Regions from separate parts of the Danio rerio genome. Here region 1 is linked to region 2. A link is a contact called in public Micro-C data. All regions are on one chromosome and are shown on one strand. Each heading gives the region's core, a stretch centred on a gene start, on an enhancer-like site or on the middle of the called end of the contact. The rest is flanking DNA. Distances are from core to core; before and after follow the strand shown. Region 1 holds the start of rfesd (Rieske (Fe-S) domain containing). Region 2 holds the start of cast (calpastatin).

Region 1 (5,788 bases), core at 583-3,082, 180 kb after region 2:
TCTTGAATGGAAGTTCCTCTGACCGGAAATACAACCCATCATTTGAATCGCAGTAGTCGCGTGCATTAAAAGGTGACCCAAACAACATATGACCTCTCATTATTTTGATTTTGGCACATGTCCTCAACAGCATTATCGCAGTGCTCAATTTGATACTTTGTCTCCCTCTAGTGGAAACAAATCAGCAAAGATGCTTTTCATGCTACTCACGGTAACACTGCAGGTCCATTGCGTAAAAAGTTCTCTGATGATACAATAAAAGGATGTCTCTTCCGTCCAGCGTTACAGTCGTTCTCTTGGCCTGAATGAGCTCTTCTTTTTTGCCAATGAAGTACATGCGAGAAGGCTTCTTTTCATCCATGGATGCGCTTTAATATTGTTTCCTGTGAAAATAGAATTTAGTCAAATTAATATATTTTGTTATCTATCCAAATACAGATGAATTTGGTTAAATATATTGTTTAATGATAATAATAATACTGAATGAAATATTTTGAAGAACAACCTTTTATATTCGTTATACTTTGGCACAATTAGAAGAAGTTTTTTTTAATATCTATAAATTATAAAGTACAGTAAAAAGTGGGATGTTTGTATACATTTATTTATTGTAGGTATGTTTAATTTTATAGATAGATAGATAGATAGCATAGCATAATTTAGAATGCAATAAGAATAAAATGGTATCAAATAAATTGTATCAAATAAATTATGCAAATGTAACAAAATTTTTTACTTATTATCAATATTTTATGCTAAAACACAAATCGGGTGCTCAAATCAACCTATTAACTGTACATATCAATACAGCAGCGGTCAAAAGTGATAATTGGGGGACATTTAAACAATAATTGTTTTTTTAGATGCAACAAGTTTATTTAAACCATCTTAAAATAAATAGTTTCACCCAAAAAAGTATGTGAAAATGACGATTCTGTGATAATTTACTCACACTTCACTCGCTTCAAACCTGTTTGAGTTTCTTTCTTGTGTTAAAGATATGTTAAAGAAAGCTGGAAAGTGGTGTTCTGTTGATTTTGTCCTACCTAGTCAGATTGTCCTACCTCCCAATGAAAAAGTGGGAAGCACATTTTGATGACGTAATATGCAGCCAATTAGATTTTGCTTCCAGTGTAAATTTTAGTGTGAAGTGAAGCTGTAATGTTGCCCTAACCTACCTAATTCCTAACCCTCGGGTACCATGCAAATACAGTGTTGATAGCATAATCTGATGGGTAGGATAAAATGTCAGGACCATCGACTTAGTATTTGTTTTTCATAACATGGATTTAAACAGGTTTTCAGCTTTCTTCAAAATATCTTCTTTTGTTGTCAACATAAAAAAGGTTTGGAACCACCTGAGCATGAGTAAATAGTGTGTAGATCTTCTTTTTTGGGGTGAACTATCCCTTCAGTATGATGAATATGTTAGTCCATATCGGAAAATATAAACAGTAATTTTCAACAGACATATCTATTTGGTTTAAAACAAATGAAAACTAGTTTATTGTTGGAGATGAATAATAAATAGAATAAAATGATTACCAATAAAATAGCTTAACTATTATTAGGTATCCTATTAATATTTAATTAGTTCTCGCGTGTATTTAGCTGCCATTCTCCTCAGTAAACACGTTTTCTCGATTATCATAAATGAAACAACTTAAAAGCAGAGCACATACAAAACTGTTAAACTCTCCAAGCAAAACTACGCTTATATACTTATAAAATCAGCATCAACATACGTTCTTACATCACATTTGGTCACACAGACATTATTACCACAAATATTTGAGAGAGTTTTACCTCGTCCTAGTGCTGCTGGTTGTGAATGCTGTGCGATGTGCGTCAGTTTCTTATGAGGATGAGGGTCTTGTTATCTTCAGTCCACCGGGTGCTGCGGTCGGTCCTATCAGCCCTGCAGATCACAGCAACTCAACGCGTTCAACATTATCTTCGTTTCATGTATAAAACTTAATGGCGCATTATTAACTGAAAGATAAATGAATTCCCAGTAACGTGAAACTAAAATGAAATACAAAAACAGTCAGGATTGTTTACTATATGTTAAACAGTCAGGATTGTTTACACTATTCTATTCTAAATGTATTGATTTTGATAAACATTTAAAATAGAATAATTCCCTTTCAAGTCACATTTAAGAGCTCTTGTCTCTTTATAACAATAATTAAAAATACTATTATTATTAGATTATCAGCGAGTCAGCCAATCATAGAGCGAATCAGCCCTGCGTGTTCTTGAACGTCATCTTTGCGCGGCGGTTCCGCAGTTGAAAACAGAAAGTAGCCTGTATGTTTTAAGCTCTATTCGTGACATTCATTTAATAACGAAGCAGACTATGTCACATATGTTCTGAACAGAGAAGGACAATCAATATCAGCTAGAAGTAAGTGAAATGATTTCGTTTGTTAAACCACGCCATTTACTTTAAGCTAATATTGAATGGTGTTAGCATTCTGTCATGTGCTTGTTCCACTTAAGCGAGCACAGGTTCGTTCATGAGTGTTTTCAGCCAACAATGTGTATTTAAATAACGCCTTTAGGAGACTTTAGATGGCTTTAACCGTCTTAAATCAGCTAGTTTGTCTGTGTAGAGCTCAAATTGTCTATTAGCCTTCACTGCTGTTTCTTAAAGCATGTCGTTTTGTCTAATGCTAAGTTAACTTGGACTTTGAAACTCTTAAACAACAATAAGCGTAAAATATGATTTTCTAAGGGAAATCTAGTAAACAAAGTTTCAAAAAGTAGTTTATACACTGAGAAATAGTGTTATATGTGTGTGTTAAATGTGTAATAATATAACCCATTAACATTTTCAAATTTAAAAACTAAATGAATAATATGTATAACACTATCCAGGTCTCTGACATGTTGATTGTGTTTCCAGGATATGGCGCTGCGGGCGTGTGGATTTGTCATCTTTCGTTGTTTGGCTCAGCTGCCTCCACCTGATAACATAGAGTTCCTGCTGCTGCAGACCTCATATGGAGAACACCACTGGACACCACCCAAAGGTGCATCTCACAGCATCAGTTCACTGTGCTCCATCAAATACAAAAGAACATTTTGGGTCATTATCTAGCTACTCACAGACAATAATGTATGTGGTAAAGACGAGATTATCTTATTAACTGAAATGAAAAACATTTTATATACACACACATAAGACACACGAGAAGCAGCACACATATTTTGTTCTGTACATATAGAAATATATAAAGGAAAAAGTGATCACACTAACCAGTATTTTAAATGATAAACCTGAAGTTGAAAAATGGGTAAAGCAGATTATTTGAATGATAGTTGAAAAGTATAAAGATGAGAGTGAATTAGTATTTAAATGAACAGATTTTAATGTGCAGGGGAAAATAATCAACAAAATTTAAAGTTAAATTACAAATTTATTTATTTATAATTTTTGTAAAAATCTAAGACCTTTGTTAAAATATATTTTTACCCAGACAATAGGTCAGGTACAGTAGGTCTCTCACACCTTGCAAAATATTCACAGTGTCAACAAAAATAATAAATATGATTAAATATTAGTGCTGAGCATTTTGAGGGGTGTAAACAAAAACAATGGTCCCAACCTATGTCCTGTTTTACGTTTTTAATTTCTACAGCTTCAGAGAATTCAAAAAGAGCCACATAATGATAAATAATGTTATGAGAGCTGTTTTAACATTAAGTTATGATTGAATTGGCTCTTGTTACAGTTATGAAGTAGTTTGATAAGTAGGAAATGTTCATGGGCCAATGGCATGACCACATTGAAATGGTTTATATATATATATATATATATATATATATATATATATATATATATATATATATATATATATATATATATATATATATATATATATATACACACACATACACACACACACACACACACACACACACATATACATATACATACACAGTTGAAGTCAGAATTATTAGCCCCCCTGAATTATTCACCCCGTTTATTTTTTTTCCCCAATTTTTGTTTAATGGAGATATTTTTTTTTTCAACACAATTCTTAACATAATAGTTTTAATTACTAATTTTTATCTAATTTTAACTGATTTATTTTATCTTTGCCATGATGACAGTAAGTAATATTTTACTAGATATTTTTCAAGACACTTCTATACAGCTTAGTGGCATTTAATGGCTTAACTAGGTTAATTAGGTTAACTAGGCAGGTTAGGGTAATTGGGTAAGTTATTGTAAAACAATGTTTTTTTCTGTAGACTATCGAAAGAATAGATGAGGCAGTGGCGCAGTAGGTAGTGCTGCCGCCTCACAGCAAGAAGGTCGCTGGGTTGCTGGATCGAACCTCGGCTCAGTTGGCGTTTCTGTGTGGAGTTTGCATGTTCTCCCTGCCTTCGCGTGGGTTTCCTCCAGGTGCTCCGGTTTCCCCCACAGTCCAAAGACATGCGGTACAGGTGAATTGGGTAGGCTAAATTGTCCGTAATGTATGAATGTGTGTGTGGATGTTTCCCAGAGATGGGTTGCGGCTGGAAGGGCATCCACTGCGTAAAAACTTGCTGGATAAGTTGGCGGTTATTAATAAAGGGACTAAGCCGACAAGAAATATCGAAAGAATTTAGCTTAAAGGGGCTAATAATTTTGACCTTTAAATGTTTATAAAAAATTTCAAAACTGCTTTTATTCTAGCCAAAATAAAACAAATAAGATTTTCTCCAGAAGAAAAAAATATTATCAGACACACTGTGAAAATTTCCTTGCTCTGATAAACCTCATTTGGGAAAAATTAAAAAAAAGAAAACAAATTCTATGGGGGGGCTAATAATTCTGACTTCAACTGTATATGTTATGCATACACATGCATAGATACGAAACTATTCAAAACTCCATCAAATCCATAGATAATTAAATTTATATTTAATATGTATCATATACAGATATTTTATATCTGAATATAAATAAACATTTTATCAGATATATACATGCCTGTGTGTATTTAAACATGATAAATATACCCAGTACACACACTTAAACTATCAAAACAAACTTTTATTTTGGATTCGATTAACTGTGATTATTTTTTGCCCAGCACTATAAAAAAATACAATATTAAAGTGTATTACTTATAATTGTTTTGATTACTATTTAAATAACAATAGGTACAATGCTCAGCATACTGTATATGAGTACACAAATCTATCTTTTAAATTCATAGTTTTAATAGAAAGCTATACAATATTATATTCGTGCATATACATGAGATTAGTCAGTACTAAAGCCAAATCTGGAGCTCGTCTTAACAAAATAACTTACGATATCGGTCCAAAAACTAGTACACCTAAACTGATATGTTAAAGAAAAATATTAAATACAAATTTTAAAAAAGAAGCAAAATCAATATTTTGCTTGAATTTGATTGTATTATGTTTCAATTTCTAAAATATGTTTGATGACTAGAATATTATTTTAATAAATATATCCGTTTAATAAATCTGTTTTGTTTAAATGCAACAAATTACATTGCCTATATTCACTGAGAAATGGATACAAATATTAGTTTTCAAAATGGGGTGTACTCAATAGTATATATGTGGAGCTAGTGTTTCTTACCTTACTGACAAACATCCGGTGAACAGTTAATGTGACTTTTTTCCATTTTATATTGTTCCTTTTACAGCATCAATGTGGTAATGTAATTACAATACAATCAGTTAAATAGACTTTGGTATTCATTTAGTTGCTCAAGCGTAAAAGGAAATGGAAAGTCGTTTACATGCATGCACCCATCAG
Region 2 (6,222 bases), core at 3,143-5,642:
AAAGAAGCCTTAAAGGAACCTGACATTACGCACTGACATTTTTAGAGCACTAAAAAAACAAACACTGACGTAGACAAAACAATCAAAGTCAAACAGATGGCAAAATATACTTAAGTAAAACCTAAATTATGTTTGTTTGTTTTTTTACCTAAAAACCTCATGTATTATGAAGTCTGCATTGATATTTATTTATATACACAGACAGCATCTGAACGGTAAATCAGTTTACTTGAATGCATGCATTCTGTTTAAACATTAGAGCTCAGTGTGATTTTATTTTAAAGACATTAATACTTCATTGTGAAGGAATGCATTATTTTGATCAAAGGTGACTAGAATTTTACTTAGTATTTAAAAATAATTAAAAAAAATTTAAAATAAATGCTATTTTCATACTTTGTCTAGTTTTTTATCTTTAGAACAAGTTTAAATGTAATTTCAAGAGTTCACACTTAGATATTGCTTGACAGCTGTAAGCAGGTTTGGCATGCTGTCCCGGGAGAGAACCCTGAGCTCGGAGATAGTTGAGCCCAGGGCTCCCGCCAGGTCCATAGAGCATGTGAGGGGAGTACGAGATCAGGTGGTTCTCGAGAGCTCCCCTTTTTGTAAAGGAGAAAAGGAGGAGAAAGGGGTGGATGGGGGGTTTCTTCGGAAAACGAAGATAAGGGAGTAATGTCTAGCTAGGCTACTTATAGTGGGTTAGGATAGATCTGATTGGCTAACTAATGAGTGTAGATAGGTGGCCAGCTGCTGTCAATTATATCACGTGCTCCTCTCGAAATTAGTTTAAAAACTTCACTAAAATATATCTGCATGATGTCTGGTGACACTTAACACTAGAATAATGGCTGCTGAAAATACATTATAGATTAACCATAGTAATAAATTTAACTGGTCCCGCTTTATGGCCTTAGGTCAGGGGTGTCCAAACTCAGTCCTGGAGGGCCAGTGTCCTGAAAAGTTTAGCTCCAACCCTAATCAAACACACCTGCACCAGCTAAGCTCTTACTAGATATACTAGAAACTTCCTGGCAGGTGTGTTGAAGCAAGTTGGAGCTAAACTATGCAGGACACCGGCCCTCCAGTACCGAGTTTGGACACCCCTGCCTTAAATGGTCTTAACTACAATGTACTTACATTTAATCTAATAATTTAGTGCAATGCACTTGTGTACATATGTTTTTACATAGTAATTAAATATTAAAAATTATCTAAATGTAATTACTGTAATTATTTTCTGTAATTATATTTAGTAATGCAGTTACACAGACCCATTTTGTACAACTTAACCCATCCCTAAACCAACCCATAGCACCAAACCTGTGCCTAAAACATATATCCCACTTCAATAGCACCATAATCATTGTGCAATGCAATATGAAGTACAATGTACTTATCTATTGATGTAAGTACGTAGTAATTAAGGCTACTTAATATAAAAGGGGACCAAATACCAGCATATAATTACAGCTTTAATAATATTTGTAATTACATTTAGAATTACACTCCTGACTATCCCTAACAGCTTAACCCACCCTCAAACCTATCCATATCACCAAACCTGACCCTTAACCTACCCGTATTCCACCTTAAGAGCATCAGAAGTGTTCTGCAATACATTATAAACACATGAACTACATTGTATTTGCATTTTGATGCAAGTACATAGTAGTTAATGTCACTTAATATGAAGTAGGACCAAATCTTTCCCTAAACAGCAGTGAACATGTACAATTCTAAAAGTTTCAAATGCGAAACCTAGCAAAGCTGAACTAAAGCATATACTAACAAATAACCAAATACTAAAGGGAAAAGTGTGTCTCGACCTTTTGCAGAAAAACATCCTGCATTTGTGAGCGCTCACACACTCACACACACATTATTAGAAAATTTTCGAAAACAAAGCCATGGACACACCCACATACTTTCCTGTGAAACTTCAGAAGCACTTAGACTCAAGCTTTGTGCATTTTCACCAACATTAACACCTGAAGGCAGAGGACGACTCATTATCAGTAATGATTTAAGCCGTTTAAGAATTATAATAAATAAAATCTCTGAACTATACATGACAGATTATCCGGCATGCAGGAAGACAGACACTTTCAGACACACCTGCCTCACAAAGCAAGTTAAACCAGCTGTGTTATCTTGAGAAACTCTTGCTTTCAAGTCCTCAGAATTTCCCCTTTCAAAATATTTATGCTAGCTAACATTGTGCATCATGTTGGGTTCGGCGGACATTAGCATTATTGCCAGGTCTGTGTCACTGTAACTAGAGCTCCTGATGAGTTTCCTAATATATATATGGTGTGTGTGTGTGTATATATATAGTAACAAAATGTCCCTGAGAACATGTCATGACGGTCATTAAAATACAGCAGCCTTTCAGAGGGACCTATATGCACTTACTAGTGAACAAGGGCATTTATACTATAGTAGGTGAAGAAAATAAATATATTAAATACACAGCAGAATAAGAAATGAATTTTAGGTATGGCTATTCAACGTTAATTGAACACTGTGCTATAAAGGAATGCTGTTTTACATTTTCAGGCGGTGGATATGCAAACAGGAACGAGCTGAGGTGATAAGACAGTCACGGCTTTGAGAAACTACAGTTTATATCTCATATGGTAATGCAGTTAAACTGCATGGCTTTGACTGGCAATGATTTTCATAGTCCACTAGATGGTGTCAATGCTCTATGAAGAAGGTAAGACTAAAAGAAAATCTTCATTCATTCATTTTCCTTCTGCTTAATCCCTTATTTATCATAGGTCGCCACAGCAAAATAAACCGCCAACTTATCCAGCATATGTTTTACACAGTGGATGCCCTTCCAGCTGCAACCCATTACTGGGAAACACCCATACACTCTCATTCACATACATACACCACTGACAATTTAGCTTACCAAATTCACCTATAGCGCATGCCTCTGGACTGTGAGGGAAACTGGAGCACCTGGAGGAAACCCACACCAACACGGGGAGAACATGCAAACTTCACACAGAAATGTCAGCTGACCAAGCCCGGACTCAAATCAACGACCTTCTTGCTGTGAGGCGAAAGTGCTTTTCATTTTTAATGGAAAATATATTTCTGATGGAATTAATTGAGCAGATTTCTTAAAGAGGGTCATTACAAAAATAAATTTGGATCTCCATAGTCATTTTCCACTTGTCATTTAAGACTAACTGATGTTTTTTATTATTTAATTACTTTAATTTTGTAAAGTTACACTCACAATGAGCAGTTTCAACTCAGTTCTTTCCATTTTTTAAAAACAGAAATTAACTTTTTTTACCTAGACAGCATTAGAAATCTTATTTTAATACATTTTATTTGAATTTTCAAGAATAACAGGAGGTATTGTCTGCTCCTGAATGAAATTTCCTGTATGAAATTATTTAAAACAAATCAGTGATTTTCCCCCTAGTTATTTAAGTCTACCCGATGCTTTTATTTAATAACATTAACTTTGTAAACGTTAAACTCATGGGTCATTTCAACCCAGTTCTTTCCATTTTTTTTAAAAACTAAAATTTACTTTCCATACTTCCAAATTTAATTCAAATATCAAGAATAAAGGGAGCTTATGTCAGCAATCTGAATTCAATTACTCAAAAAAAACCCATTTAAAATAAAAATCACTTACCATGAACCTTGATGTCTGTGGAGCGTATTCTTGTTTTTGAAATGAAGTGTCTCCATTCTAGAAAGACAAAGAGAGAGAAAAGATTAAACACCCTGACAAAATTTACAATAACCCAAGGGTCTGACATGTCACCACTACACCAAGAATTATGACTAAACATTACAGTAAATCTAAATACTATATTGTGTCTGCTCTAAATCATAACTGAACACCCTTGAGCGAATATTCTAGTTCATTTATCTACTTCATTTAACTTAAATCTTAGATTGTCCAGAATGTTTAGAATGTATATAAAAAAATATATTAGGGTGACTTTTATTTTGTGTAGTTTTTTTATGATCCAACTCAGTTTTTTTTAGCCTACAAGTCATTGCATTCTTTAAATTCTCTTAGCTTTTTTTTCTACAATTGCAAACCAAAACACACTTTTGTACTCCAAACAAACGCAATAAAACCTCATTCATTACACTGAATCAGACAACGCCCAACATCTAATATTGTTTTTATTTTACTCTTATTATTTTATCACTAAGAATGTACAAAGACCAAACTAATCATGAAGTGTTTACATTTGTCAAGACCCTGCTTTATCCACTACTCCTCCTTTATATCGAAAGTTAAACAAGTTGTGCAGCTCAAAAACATGTGGAGGATCTACTTACGTTGCGCGCCCAATACATTGCGTACGCCATGGTGCGTGAAGGATAGAAAGTTTGCTTAAGTCCCCCTCGACTCGAGCTCGCCAGCTTCTTTCATTCAACTGAGGTATGCTGCTGTCTTTTTTCTCAGATAAAGCCACTCCCGCGAGTGTGCATGGGTACCAGGACTGCACCGATAATTACAGTAAATATACGATCGGGCGGTTTATCTTGCAAGTGTGCTCTTTTGCATTGCATAGCAATGTGAAGCGAAGCTCAATTTGCATTGCGCATTTAAAAAAATATGCAGAGGCGCAATTACAGTCAGGACTTACAACACAAGCATTCTTTAGTAGTGATTGCGCAACTCTGGTTATTTAGGTGTGTTTTCTATGTTTCTAAACCAGGTAGGCTACTTTAATTGAAACGCAAATACAAAGATAAGGCTTCTTTGTAGTGGCATATGCTAAAAGAGCATAATGTGAGAGTTTTGCTTCAAAAAGCCTTTGAACCTGCGCACTGCTATAGTACAAAACATTTAACCAAACAGATAGGCCTAAAACAAAACACATTATTTTGCTCGTAATGCCATAGGTTTGTGTACATAAATCCTACCTTTTGATAACTATCTGCACGTGACGCTCATCCTGGTAGTCGGTTGAAGGCTTCCGTAGTAAAATAGCGTTTAAAAAACACGTAATTTGGCGGGAAGTGATGACATGTTTTACAGAAACCGGAAATTGGTTGAGCAACTAAAAAAGAAAAAAACGGAAAATTCCGAAGGAAAAGGAAAAATCAAACTCAAAGTTTATAAATTACTATGGATATGAAGATATTGGTAAAAGTGTTCATAGGCGAGTCAAATGAATTCAATAACTGCTTCGAGTGATTCATATGTGAGGTAACGTTAACTAAAAAGAACGACTCATACGAAAACAGAGGAGTGTCTCAAATTGCATACTCATGCACTATTTTACGCCATTTTGTAGTGTAAATAGTGGCTGTTTCTTAATATGCATTCAGTCTTGCATCCTCGTGTATTGTCATCATCAGCTGCCAAAGTTCAGTTCCAATACTCTAGACCGCAAGAACAGAGTATGCGTTAAACTTCCCGGATGTGTTCTTGATATTGAGGACACACCGATGCAGACTTGGCACCGATCTCGCTCTAGAAGTCCCAGAAGTCATTGTGACTGGAGGTGGGAAGTGCAGCATTTTAAATAGATTTATAATAAAAGTTCAGAGACATGACTTATTTACCTCAGGAGTTTCCCTAAATGAGATGGTGAATATAAACATTACCATGGACATCTTAATAAAGGAATAAACACATTAAGGGTGTTTATTTGCTGAAATTCGTATTAAAATCTATTTTATTTGTATTGTGCAACGTATATTTATAATGTTTTTATGCATAGTATATATTTTAAAAAGGGGAAAAACAATAAATCCCTGTATGAATGCTGTAATGTTTAAATAATTTTCCATTAAAAACACTTGAAGGTCATGTGACTATCAGGAACAACGCAGCATCTCATTTCTCACAGGACGCGTTCTCTGTTCTTGCGGTCTCCGGAGTTCGTTCTTCCGAGGACACCTTTCAAGACCGATCTCTTCAAGAATGCAAGACCATTCTCTGCGTTCTTGGAATTGAGAAACAGCCAGTGTAAGTAGTGCTTTCACACTGAAAACTCTCAAAAGAATAAGTGCACTTTAATTACCCGGATGATGCACTTATTCAGCTGTTAAAATGAAGGGTGGACACTTTACGTACTTATGGATCGCTGCTTTGCTCAGGTAGCGGAAGGGGCGGAGCTTTCAGGCAGACATGTTGGATTACTTTACTTTGGATTTTGAAAGAAATTCTCCTACAATAGTGATTATACCACCTCCCAATAGTGAATGTGGTTATACTCATGGCAG

Evidence for each region. Hi-C and Micro-C count contacts between places; a contact is called where the count stands out from the background.
Region 1: a contact with region 2 is called in a Micro-C map of caudal fin, with 15 times the contacts expected there. The contact joins the promoter of rfesd here to the promoter of cast in region 2. A contact is called at or near these places in 3 of 18 Hi-C or Micro-C datasets (caudal fin, hematopoietic stem cells and an unstated tissue) and 2 of 4 datasets of contacts at active chromatin or transcription factors (caudal fin and embryo).

What each region holds. Positions count from the first base shown.
Region 1 is chr21:13,204,310-13,210,097 of GRCz12tu, forward strand. rfesd (Rieske (Fe-S) domain containing) reads right to left here and starts at 1,833. Exons shown (of 4, transcript NM_001017740.1): 1 at 1,807-1,833; 2 at 211-383. The coding sequence starts at 361. The region is part of intron 5 of gtf3c5 (general transcription factor IIIC, polypeptide 5); the gene reads left to right. nudt2 (nudix (nucleoside diphosphate linked moiety X)-type motif 2) reads left to right here and starts at 2,282. Exons shown (of 3, transcript NM_001002323.1): 1 at 2,282-2,407; 2 at 2,909-3,035. The coding sequence starts at 2,912.
Region 2 is chr21:13,020,817-13,027,038 of GRCz12tu, forward strand. cast (calpastatin) reads right to left here and starts at 4,393. Exons shown (of 30, transcript NM_001130591.2): 1 at 4,324-4,393; 2 at 3,662-3,718. The coding sequence starts at 4,353. All of the region lies in intron 5 of gtf3c5 (general transcription factor IIIC, polypeptide 5), which reads left to right.